2 separate regions of the Rattus norvegicus genome follow, and region 2 is linked to region 1. The links are chromatin contacts, called in public Hi-C maps. All regions are on one chromosome and are shown on one strand. The core of a region is the stretch at or near the end of the contact, and the rest is flanking DNA. Distances in the headings are between cores, read along the strand shown. Region 1 holds the start of Camk1d (calcium/calmodulin-dependent protein kinase ID). Region 2 overlaps Camk1d (calcium/calmodulin-dependent protein kinase ID).

Region 1 (5,869 bases), core at 1,425-3,924:
CCTCTGTCCAGCTCTATCATCATCCCTTTGAAGTTAGCTCCTTAGCTCACAGCCTCTCTGTCGCCCCCATTCCTCATCTGAAAACTATGGGCAAGACTAAACAACCAATGTCACCAATTTAATGTGTCAGTTAAGGTGGATTAATACACACGAGGAGCATTAGAATAAATGCCTCCTGCTTTGCACACCTTTAAGAATGCCATCACAGGCCCAGCAGTGGTGGCACATGCCTTTAGTCCCAACACTTGGGAGGCTTAGAGGCAAGTGGATCTCTTGTGAGTTCAAGGCCAGTGTGGTCTACAAAACATGTTCCAGGACAGCCCAGGCTGTTACACAGAGAAACCCTCTGGGAGGTGTGGGGAGAGGGTAGAAGAAGAATTCCCCATAATTGTCAACACTATTGTGTCATTCGACAGTTTTTATCTTGATCGTTTTATTTCTGGTACCATCCTGGGTACCCTGCCAGCATCACACCAGGGAGTTTCTGAATTATTTTCAGACAAATGGTACCCTAGAAGAGAACCAGCTCACAGGGACACAGCTCAAATCCCTGATGCTTTTGTGTCTGAGCTCAGGTCAGCATGAAGGCATAGCTCCAACCTTTCCAGAAATGGAAGCCTCTTCAGTCAACCCAAACAGCGTGTTACACAGCACAATCTGCTCTATCCAAGCGGCTCCCTGAGCTCAGCAGCCTGGCCACTGCAGAGGTGCGGGTATGGTGCTGGGGCTTTGCCAGTGAGGAGAGTCTATATGAAGAGAGACTGCATCCGCCAGCCTTAAGGCTGCAGGCCAAAGGGCCCTTCAGGCAGGGAAAAGACATAAGGGTGTAAAACACACCTGAGGGTATCCCTCACCTGCAGTCCCTCACCTGCAGTCTCCTCACCTGCAGTCATAGGCCAGGTCCCTGAGTGACAGGCAAGAGGTACATTTTTGTTTTCCTTGTTTAACTTGTCCAGCTCAGGTGCACAACCTCAAAACCTTTTAAAAGTTTGGACCGGAAGTAACCTCTTAGCCGGGAGCCCCTTCTACTGAAAAGCTAAGAGCCTCTCTTGTTTTATTTCCACAAAGAGAGCAAGTAGGTGCACAGAGATACCTTCCCTGGTGCCCGGGAGCCACAGCAGGGTGACTCTTGTTTGGAACTCAGCACACTGCACACACAGGTCCGTCCCAGGCATCTGAGAGCACGGCTGAGAAAGCCACCCTCCAGTCTCTCTCTCTCTCTGGTGGTCCCACTGCAGACAGAGTGAAGGATAGGGTAGAGAGAAATAACTACCAATATTTAGCTGTGGGACTGGACATTTAGAGCAGGCTTGAAAAATGGGGTCCCGGAAAAGGCAAAGCAGGTGCAGAAATAATGTTGAGAGGGAAGAAGGCAAGAAAAGCACCCAGCAACACTGATACATGCCCGGGAATCACCTCCTCTTTTTCTCCGTGTCATCAACACCCCCCCCCAAACCCCAGCACAACACTCATTACACGCAGCACGTGTGAGACTGTATCTTCACGGACAGATACCGATCAAAACCAGAAACTGATCCAGTGGGTGGAGGAGGGGGTGTAGAAAAGAACTTGAACTTCATTCAGCGGCTCTGAATTCTTTCACAGCCCCTGTACCTATCTGAGGCGCTTCAAAACAAAACCAACTCATGCGCAGGAAGGGAACTGCAGCTGTCCTGAGTGGCACATGTTCAGAGCACTGATGACACACACTTTTGATTATTTCTGCTTTCTTGAGATGTAACCACCAAGCATGAGCCTCAGAGAGAACCTCCCCTAAAGACTACCTGACCCTCCTCCCACCAGGACACGCATCCCAGTGCGTGCAGCTGACCCTCCGGTGAAATGTACACACAGATGAAGCTCTGACCACATGCCACTCTGAATACTGCGAAATTCTCCCCTCCCGTCATCCTGAGGCCATCCATCCAGAGTCTTGCCTACACCTAGTACGTGCATATGCCAATTCCATAGGAATATGTGATGTAAGGGTAGGACCAAAAACTGAATTTCCTCGTGACCACTGTCGTCGACCCAGTGCGCCCCTACACACGATGAGTAAGAGCACACAGCCAGCGATCAGCAAGATCCACCATGCTCAGCCCACAGTCACGCGTGGGGAGAAAAATCAGTGGAGGGCGGCGGTGGCAAAGGAAATGGAAAGTCGCCCGCCCGCCGGCCTGCCCGCGTGGGCTGTTCTCTGCGCGCCCTGAGCTCCCCTCCCCCGCCCAGGAGAGGTGTCACCCGTGGGCACAGACCCACGCGGTGGACTCGCGGAGGGTCTCCATAAGAGCGGACTGTGGGACAATGAGGACGCATCGAGCAGCCAATTTCTGCCGCGGTGGCGGTGGCAACGGTAGCAGCAGGAGCCGCCGATGCAGCTGCCGCCACCGATGCCACTTCCACCCGCTGGTCCCCAGCACCCACTTACGTTCCGAGGGTCTCCTTGAACTCGAAGATCTTCTTGATGTCTTCCGCTTGCTTTTTCCAGGAGGAGCTGCTCTCGCCGTTCTCCCGGGCCATGGCAGACTAGTGCTGTAGGGCGGCCGGGGGGTGCGCTGGGGAAGGGGCGCCGGAGGCGCGGCGCGGGCGCCGGGGGATGCCGGGCGCGGGGATACGGAGCGCAGGGAGGCTCGGGCTGCCGCAGAGCTTCCTCTTCGGCAGTTTCCTCTTTCGCCTTGGCTGCTGCCGCCGCGGTCCCTCCCTGGCTCTAATTTCTACTGCTCTCCGGCACAGACTTCCTGCCTCTGCCGCCGCCTGCCAGCCTCACTTTCTGCTACTTTCTTGCCTGGCTCCTGCTCCCTCCCCGCCGCCCGCCCCACTCCCCCAGCCCGCCTCCTCCCGCGGGCTCCCCGCCCTCCCAGTGCACCCGGCAGCCTCCCCGCCTCCCGTGAGGCGGCCTTCGGGGATGTCCCGCTCCCCCTCCCCTCCCCAGGAGCACAGTGCCTTGGGCGCCCGGGCGCAGCACTTGACCGCGGAGCCACGCACGCTCCCGGGCGGTCCGCGCACCCTGGGTCCCCGGGTGAGGGCCGGGTGAGGGCGGGTGGGAGAACCCAGCAGGTGCAGGGCGCTGGAACGCGCGGGGGAGTCCTAGCCTTTAGGGAGCTTTATTATGAAGTCAAGGCTGGGGGCGCCCGGGCTTTCCCTCTTCGAGCAGGAGGGGGCGCCTCTGCTTGGCGCTCGGAAGCTCTCCGCAAGGTGGGGTTGCGCGGCTCACGGATTCGGGGCGTCCAGGGCGGGGCGCCTTCGCATACCCAAGAGCTGGTGGCCCAAGCCTGCTTGCTGTGCAGGAGGGCGGGTGGGGGCTTGTTGTCAAGGCAATGGGCGGCGGCCTGGATGGAGCCATCGGCGGGCGGGCGTTGACTCCCGGCCCCAGCTTTGCCCCGGCAGGCGCTCCCGGAGCTCGGCAGTCTCCTCCCGACTCGGCTGCTGGAGCTAATTCGCATTGCACCAAAATCGGCTTCACATCAATTTTGGAGCGGCTAGAGGGAGCCTCCGGGTGTACGGGATAGGCACGCCCAAGGCGGGCCAATCACCGCCTGGTGGTCCCTTTGGGAGTAGAACTCCTGGGGTTATTTGGCGGCCAAGTGATGGGTGGATGCGGGACATCGTGGCTGTCCTGACCCGGGACTGGAGTGACTGGACTGACTAGTGTTTGAACCCTTCTGATTTGCTCTTTCTCACTTTGCTCCTGATGCTCTGAGGCTGTGGGCGAAATGCAGCGATTCTATGGAATGGTCATGTCAGGTTCTTTCCCTGCCGCCTTCCCCCACCAACATAACCCGCAGGTGGCTTACTGAGAAGGTTAAGGTAGCGGCAGAGAAACAATGTCCTCAGGCCTCTGGTCTCCAAAGTGAACTTTGACCTGCCAACTCGCTCCAGGCATTCACCTGTTACAGGACAGCAGGCAGGGTTTCCAGTTGGTCCTCTGGTCCAACTGGCAGGGATTGCCTCTTGATAGGAAATTTTAAGGGTTTTTTTTTTTTTTTTTTTTTTTTTGTAGCAAGACTTCCTCTCCCTTAGAGCTGCTCTGCTGGATTGAGTAAACAGCAGCCTCTTGACTGGGGACACCTGTCCCATTTTCCCAGGACTGTTCCAATTTGAGAGGGGGGAGGAGGAGGTGTAAATCTGCTTTCAGAAAAAGAAATCTTCCCACCGCCCCCCCCCCCCCGCACCTCCCGGTTGGTTCTGACTGGCCAGAGGCTCTGCCTTGGAGCCCTTTGGAGACACCCCCCCCCACCAAGGAGGTTAGAAAACAAACCATCTATCCCTGGATTTTCAGTGCTGTTTTCAACATTTCTCTGGCCCTTAGTCCTAAACACTTGAAGCTGAGAACGACAGAGAAGAAGGTGATACCCATTGGTTGATTAGGAGCATGACAACCGAGTCCTGTGGTCATCGTGTTTTAAGTGTACTTACACAGGCCTAGATGCTGTACACACCCAGCCTGTGGGACACACACACACACTCACGGGGCTGGAGGTTGGGAAGAAACACCCTAATGCTCCTAGGACCATAATGAACAAAACATGAAATTAAGTCAAGCACAAGACAAAATGATTCAATCCGGAAGAACGGCAAACACAAGGTACAAGAGGGTACTGCCGGCAGAATAGAGAAATGGACTTACAGCCAAGTTTTCTCTCATAAGCAGAAGAAACATCTTCTAGAAAAAAAAAAATTCAACCCAGTAAATAGATAAGCCAATAAGAGTCGTTTATCATCAAACATTATCTACCTAAGGGATGATATCTACAGCACTTCTCAGCAAAGTACAGCACTGCACATCTGTTTACACCACCATTACCACAGACATATGAGTAATGGGTCACACTGCTGTTATGACTGTAAAGAGGTCACGGGGCCATAGGAATTTTGCAGCTCCATTATAATCCTATGGGATTAACATCAGAATGCCATTATGCCCACATGACTGTGCTTGCTGTTACAAACCCAAAAGAAAACCTACAAACAATATCTGTGGGGGGTGGGGGGAGACTAAGGAACCTCTCTCAAAGATGGACATAGGCCCAAAGTCCAAAGCATACAGCATCCCCCTCCAGTAAGAACTATATATGTAGGCATCTTCTTGCATAAAAACTATAACATGTGGACAAGCATAGGTCAACAGAGTTCAGTGACACTGTCTCAGGACCCTTCTCCATCTCCCTCTCTTCCTGTTTGACCAAACAAGACAGTAAAAGAAGAGCAGAGATAAGGACCTGGAAGATAGTACAGTAGGTAAAGCACTTACCTTGTACATGTGAGGACCTGAGTTTGATCCTCTAAATCCTGGTGGGTTTTGGTTTGTATTGTTTTGGGGGCTTTTCTTGCGATAATCATCATCATCATCATCATCATCATCATCATCATCATCATAATAATAATAAACCAGCTGCGGTGGCAAATACTTGTAATCCCAAGGCCAGGAAGGTGGAGATAAGAGGTAAGAGGATCCTGGAGTGGGGGTTGGGGATTTGGCTCAGTGGTAGAGCGCTTGCCTAGCAAGCTCAAGGCCCTGGGTTCGGTCCCCAGCTCCGACAAAAAGAATAGAAAAAAAAAAAAAAAGAGGATCCTGGAGCATAGTGCCCAACCAAACAGCCAGCCTAGCCTATTTGGTGAGTTCTAGGCCTATAAGAAATTAATGATAATAATAATAGTAATAATAATGATAATAAATGAAATGGACAGTCAATGAGAGCCACAACTGATGCTGTCCTTTATATCCTACACACACACACCCATACATGCACACACACACACACACACATACCAATACACACACTCACACAACTCACACACACTCACATACACACCCATATGCACACATACGCGCGCGCGCGCGCGCACACACACACACACACACACACAC
Region 2 (5,869 bases), core at 273-2,772, 290 kb before region 1:
GGAACGTACTAAAAGATCCTTCACATGGTTGGGTTAGCCCCACAGGTGAGCAAGCCCTCAGATCTAGAAAAGGAAGAACTCTGTCGCCATTCACGCATCATGTAATATCTGTGCTTCCACTGGGCAATGAGGAGGAACTGTTTGTGTCACCAAGAGGAAGTAGCAAGGGTCACTCACAAAAGACCGCCATGGCGCCCAGGGCTTCTTGACTTACATTTCTATGATTGTCTTTGCCTCACTTCCCACAACTTCTCTCTGTAAACTATAGGCAGTCTGATTTCATTTTCTGCTGTAAGTAATCCCTGTAGTAAGTATTTTTAACTTTCTCATCCCTTTGACCAAATACTTGACAGAAATGACTTAGGCGAGGAAGGAGTTTGGGGGAAGAGGGGCTCAAGGCTTCAGAGAGCCCAGTCCCTGAAGCTCAGCTCTTAGCACTTGAGCAGAGGATCATATGGTAGGAGTTTATGGGCAGAGGCAAAAGGAATAAGGAAACTAAAAACAATGGCAAAAATACCAAATGAAATAAAAGCCAGTAAAATACACTGCCACCAACATCAATTGGTAAGTATAGCAAGCAGAATTTAAAAGGTGAAATAAACACATTAGTCCAATCCAGTCCACGGTTGTCAACACTCTTCCTTCTAGCTTCCGATAGGTTCTTTCCTGTGTCATCGTTCCTACTAAATATGCCTACCTCTGGTTACCAAACAATAAAAAATGAAATAGAGTGGCAAAGCCTGACAGAAATACTGTTTAATCATGTGCTCTAATCTCCTGTCAAGGCATTAGGTAAATAGAGATTTTCATGGCTAGTCCCATGCAGAGGAAACAGACTGGTGTTGGCTTTCCTGAGGAAGGCACAAGGGCCCTTCTTTGGCCTTCTCTGTCCCTAAAGTATAGGGTTTCCTTTCCTGTAAGATGTATTTTTGCCATTTTCAGTTGGCAGACTCAAAGTTTTAGGCTAAGAGTCTCAATTCCAAACCTTTTTATCCCCTCAAAAAATTTAGGAAGCCATTCAACACATTGAAATCCCTATTTTCCTTTCCTTCTTTTGACTACTTCATTGACATCTTTTTTCTATTTGTGTTTCTTTCTTTTTTTTTTTTTCAAAGCAAGGGGCGGGGCCTGGCCCCTTCTGACTCTGTCTACCAAGAGAAAAACAAAATCTTCCACAGCACATAGCATCTCCACAGCACATAGCACTCCTCACATTTTCTCAGCCAAGAATTTTCTCAGCCACAATGTAACCATCTTTACAAACCCTGTGCATCTTTTTTTTTTCTCTTTTCAACTTTCCATTTATATAATTGCCGAGGCTCCAGGCTCCACGTGGGCTTTCCCTGAGCCTCCACAATCAGGTTCTCACCAGCCTCCAGAAGGTGACTCACCCCAGGGGTGGGGGGAGGTCTCACAATAGAAAGGGATCAGTCCGCTGGCCTGGACTAGGGCTGCCACCTTCTCCCCACAGATGCCCGCCCTCCCTTCCCCTCCCCTGCCACAGTTCAAGGCAGGAGCAGCTGAGCTCCAGCTGCACAGAGAAGCTGCTAAAAGCTCCCACCTCCTCCCCACACTTCTCCAGGCTGGCAGTTCCCAGGTCAGCAAGCCACCCCAGCAGCACAGCAGCTCTGCAGTCTCTTTAATCGCTCTGTGCTTTGGTCCTCTGCTCTTCCCTCGGGCTGTCATAGCTTCTGATCAAGATTTAGGTCCCAGATCAGGGACAATTTCCAGGGAGGCTGTAAGCACCCTCCCTGCAAACTACACTAAGTCGGGTAAATAGGTGAACAGTAGCAACACAATTCGACTAAAAAGAGCCCGTGTTTTAACATGTGTGTGTGTGTGTGTGTGTGTGTGTGTGTGTGTGTGGTGTGTGTGTGCACTCGTGTATGTGTGCAGGTACTGACACTTGCTCTCCCATGCCCAGGTGTGCACGTTCACCGGGAGAGCAAGAAAATAGCCTCAGCTGCCATTCTCACTCTCTTCTCATTTTGTCAATTCTTTTCTCTCTCATTAAACTAGCCCCAAGGATCCACCCATTTTCGCATCTGCCTGCCTAAGCTAGTTACATCTGTGCTCGGCCACAGACAACTTTTATTTTCCATTTGGCGTCTGGGGAGCGACCGAGCTCTGTGTTTGACCGACCAAGCCACCTCCTCACCGTTTCCTTATTGCCCAGCTCACAGCAGAGCATCACCGTTTGCTGATGCGCACGGTGCATCAATATCACAGTGTGCTCTTCCATTTCTGCTTTGGATTCATAAGGTAGGCGAGAAGAACAAGGCTGGTATTGATCGATCCAGAGAGGGTGACATCAATACCTCACCTTGGAAGATAAAGGGACTATAGGTGGTAAAAACTCTTCACACTGCCGAGGATTTCAGACCACTGTGACAAAACTGCAAATCAGGTTCAAAAGCACTCAGGGGCACTGGGCTTTTAACTAACCATTCATAAATGGCCATAAAGAAGATTTGTTTTGAACCCACTGGCCATGGACTTCTGTTTAGTGGCTAGGAAAGGCAATAAAGAAAGGTCCTGTGTGGAGCAGGCCACACTGGCTTAAAGACAACCATCTGAATGAATAACACGACCAATGATCTTCACGACCGTCTTGTAGTGGGCTCTCCGTTTTCTCCAAGACTTGAGGCTGGCGAAGAGCTTACTGGAGTTTATATGACTCAGCCATCGACCAACATCTCCATACTGAATAAATCTCTCCTTCAGTTGGCATTGGGCATTTGACGACCCTTCTGGACGTTAAGCTCAAATCGATCTCACAACATGGAGGGCATCATTAAAAAGAAAAAAAAAGATTGTCTTTGTATATAAAATACAGATACCTGTGTGTAACATAACGTGTTTCCTTCCAACAAAGTGTTTGGGGACAATATGGTTTGCACAAATAGCATCTGCAAAAAGCTTGTGCATGCAAGGCTTTGTCCCCAGTTAGCAATGCTATTTTGAGAGGTATAAGAAAGTTTGGGAAGTGAAACCTAGTGGAAGGAAGAGGTTACTAAAGCTCGGTTCTCAGATTATCTTATCCTCTCTCTCTCTCTCTCTCTCTCTCTCTCTCTCTCTCTCTCTCTCTCTCTCTCCCTCCCCCTCCCCCTCTCCCTTTCTCTCTCTCTTCCCTCTCCCTCCTCTCCTCCCTCTTTCTCTCCCTCTTCCCCTCCCCTCCCCCTCCTCTCTCTCTCTCTCTCTCTCTCTCTCTCTCTCTCTCTCTCTCTGCTTCCTGTCTGGCACAAAGTGAGCACAGTTGCTCCTGCCAACATGAGGTTCTGCCTCATCTGGAATCAATGACATCAAGGACTTGAAGCCCTGACTCTGAGTCAAAGTAAGTTTTTTTTTTTTTTCCCTTGTGCCTGGTTTGGTCAAATATTTTGTCCCACCAATGAGGTCAGGAAGACATTACTATTGCCTGAGAAGCTTCCAGAAGAACGAGGAGACACGGAAGAGAATGAGCACCGAGGGGCTGAAACTCTAGCTTGGCTTCTTACTGTAAGACCTAAGAATTTCAATGTAACATACAGTCGTGGGCATAAAAAGCAATTGGCCAACGCCTCAAGCAAGGTGTCCATATTTGATACCCAGTCATATCCTAGTTAAGGGAGATCACACTATCCGTAAAGCTGCCAATTGGAAGGAACAAAATAGCCCGGGAACTCACGCAGTGGGGTGGTGGTGGTGGTGATGGAATTATGCCACCTGGGGAGTAAATAAACTCTAAAGCAATTCTAGGAAACCGATGTTATCACAGAGGAGCAGGACAGACCAATTATTTTAAAGTATAGGCAACCATAGAACAACTCCTTTGTTGAAGTCATCTAAAGAATAAAGAAATTAGTGGCGAAATATATAATTACAGAGTTGAATAGCAACAAAAAAATCAAGTTGTACCATCCAACTAGGACCAGAGGTTGGGTAAAGGAAGAAAGTACTTATGGGAGATTACTTGTTTCTTTTGTTATCTTTTTCTGATTAGACTATTTTAAGCTACTCTTTTAAAAAACTCTTGGCCCACAACCACCATTCAAAGCCTATATCTTTTACAAGCACAGCAAAACCAACCAAACAACCAAACAACAAAGTAACATATTCAGATGTCACCAGGACTTTCAGACCCTCCAAGCACAGAAGAAGGCACTGTCAGCATGGGCGGTATTCAGAGTGCATAGATGCCACACTGTGGGTGGGCCATACAGGCCAAGGCTGACATAATGTTGCTGCTTGTGCAACAAAGATGTGCTGTGTGGCAGAAACGTGCACTCTGACTTTGCGAAGGAGTCATGTGCAGCTGTACATAGGGCTGAGGTAAGAGGAGAGAAAAACCGGCACACTGAGGCTCTCCTCTGGCTCAGAGTCTGTGATGAGCATACGTTAAACCCTTGGGAGTCTCCCACCCCCAGAGTACAGTGGGGGAGACAGATCAGTCAGCAAAATGTTTACTGCACAAGCACGAAGTCTTGGTTTGGATCCAAGCATTCAAGTTGGGGGGGAAAGCCAAGCAGAGTGGTAAATGTTTGTGATCCTGGGGCGGGGGGGAGCGAGAGCGAGCAAGCAAGCATTGAGATTTACTGGCCAGAAAACAAAGCTAAATCAGAAAGCTCAAGGGCCAGTGAGAGACTCCATCTCAAAAGAGAAAGAGTGGATGGTACCCAAGGAAACACACTAAGATTGTCTCCTGGCTTCCACAGACATGGATGGTTATGGCGTACTGGTACACGCACCATGCGTGCGTTCGAGTGCGCGCACACACACACACACACACACACACACACACACACACACAGAGAGAGAGAGAGAGAGAGAGAGAGAGAGAGAGAGAGAGAGAGAGAGATTTATTTGAAGAGAATCTGGGCTAAATTTATAGCTATGAAGGAAGGCTTTGAGACTAGCTGGGTACACCTAAACTTAGGTCTAAAAGCCCCTGCTTTTCTTCTGTGCCAAGCTCCTCCAACTGAGAGAAGCATCTATTTAGCATGGTATAGAAACTCTTATGTGAAGAGTTGTTTGCCATGAAGGAAAGTTGTGTCCACAAGCCATGGTGTTTAAGCTACTAACACCACTTCTACAACCTGCATGCATAGACGTCACATCTATGGTCATTCTGTGTGTTTATGTGAATAGTTAATCTAGCATTTATATCAAAGCTTCAGGTCTCAGTACAAACTATCGCCAACACTGACTTACTTACCATTAATCAAAACCTGTTCATTATGAGACAATCTAAACACCTGAGTGACCCAAACATCACACCGTACTCTGGAGTACATACAATCAAAGTTTCATACAATAAAATGCTTAAAATACACACACAAAAAAAGACACCCATCTGCCATCATCACAATAAAGATGTCAAACCCACGAGGGGCTAGAGATGGGAAACTACTCCTGAATAGCTTTCAGTGACCTTTGACCTTCGTGTTCCAGAATTTCTAAGCCAGCTCTTCCCCCGAGTTCTACTTCTGTCACATAAAAACCTCCAGCAGGTGTTGCCATCCTTCCGACACAGGTTTTTGATGATTTGCCCCAACACCAGCACTTTGCTTGAGCTGCTGGCTTTTTCTTGTTCTTCTTACTTGACACTTTAAATTCATGTTGGAGAGAGGTTAGAAGATGCCAGCTAGGGTTTGTAAGCTGCACCTCAAAATAAAAAGCACACGACTCATTTGCGCCACCCTACCCGAACCAAATAAAAACAAAAGGCCTCTCTTAATATTAAAAGGAGCCACATTATTACGATGCTGCTACCTGATATGCTAAACTCATGGCAAGAGCTGAATTAGCCCAGCCTCCACTAACTGCTACCCTGGATAATGTCAATCATTATTGTTTTCCTAAATTCTATCTTTAAGAGAAAGAAGCAATT

The links. A called contact is a pair of places that touch in the nucleus more often than the background predicts.
Region 2: a Hi-C map of frontal cortex shows a contact between it and region 1, with 2.9 times the contacts expected there. The contact joins the enhancer-like site here to the promoter of Camk1d in region 1. A contact is called at or near these places in 4 of 12 Hi-C or Micro-C datasets (Schwann cells, frontal cortex, liver and 1 more).

What each region holds. Positions count from the first base shown.
Region 1 is chr17:77,488,128-77,493,996 of GRCr8, reverse strand. It overlaps Camk1d (calcium/calmodulin-dependent protein kinase ID), which reads right to left and starts at 2,674. Exons shown (of 11, transcript NM_001107365.1): 1 at 2,429-2,674. The coding sequence starts at 2,520.
Region 2 is chr17:77,778,919-77,784,787 of GRCr8, reverse strand. All of the region lies in intron 3 of Camk1d (calcium/calmodulin-dependent protein kinase ID), which reads right to left. Among named protein-coding and RNA genes, the nearest start is that of Ccdc3, 260 kb to the left of the region's middle. Within about 2 kb of position 1,522, at least 21 of the 93 cell types and tissues checked have an H3K27ac peak or open chromatin away from gene starts, as enhancers often do.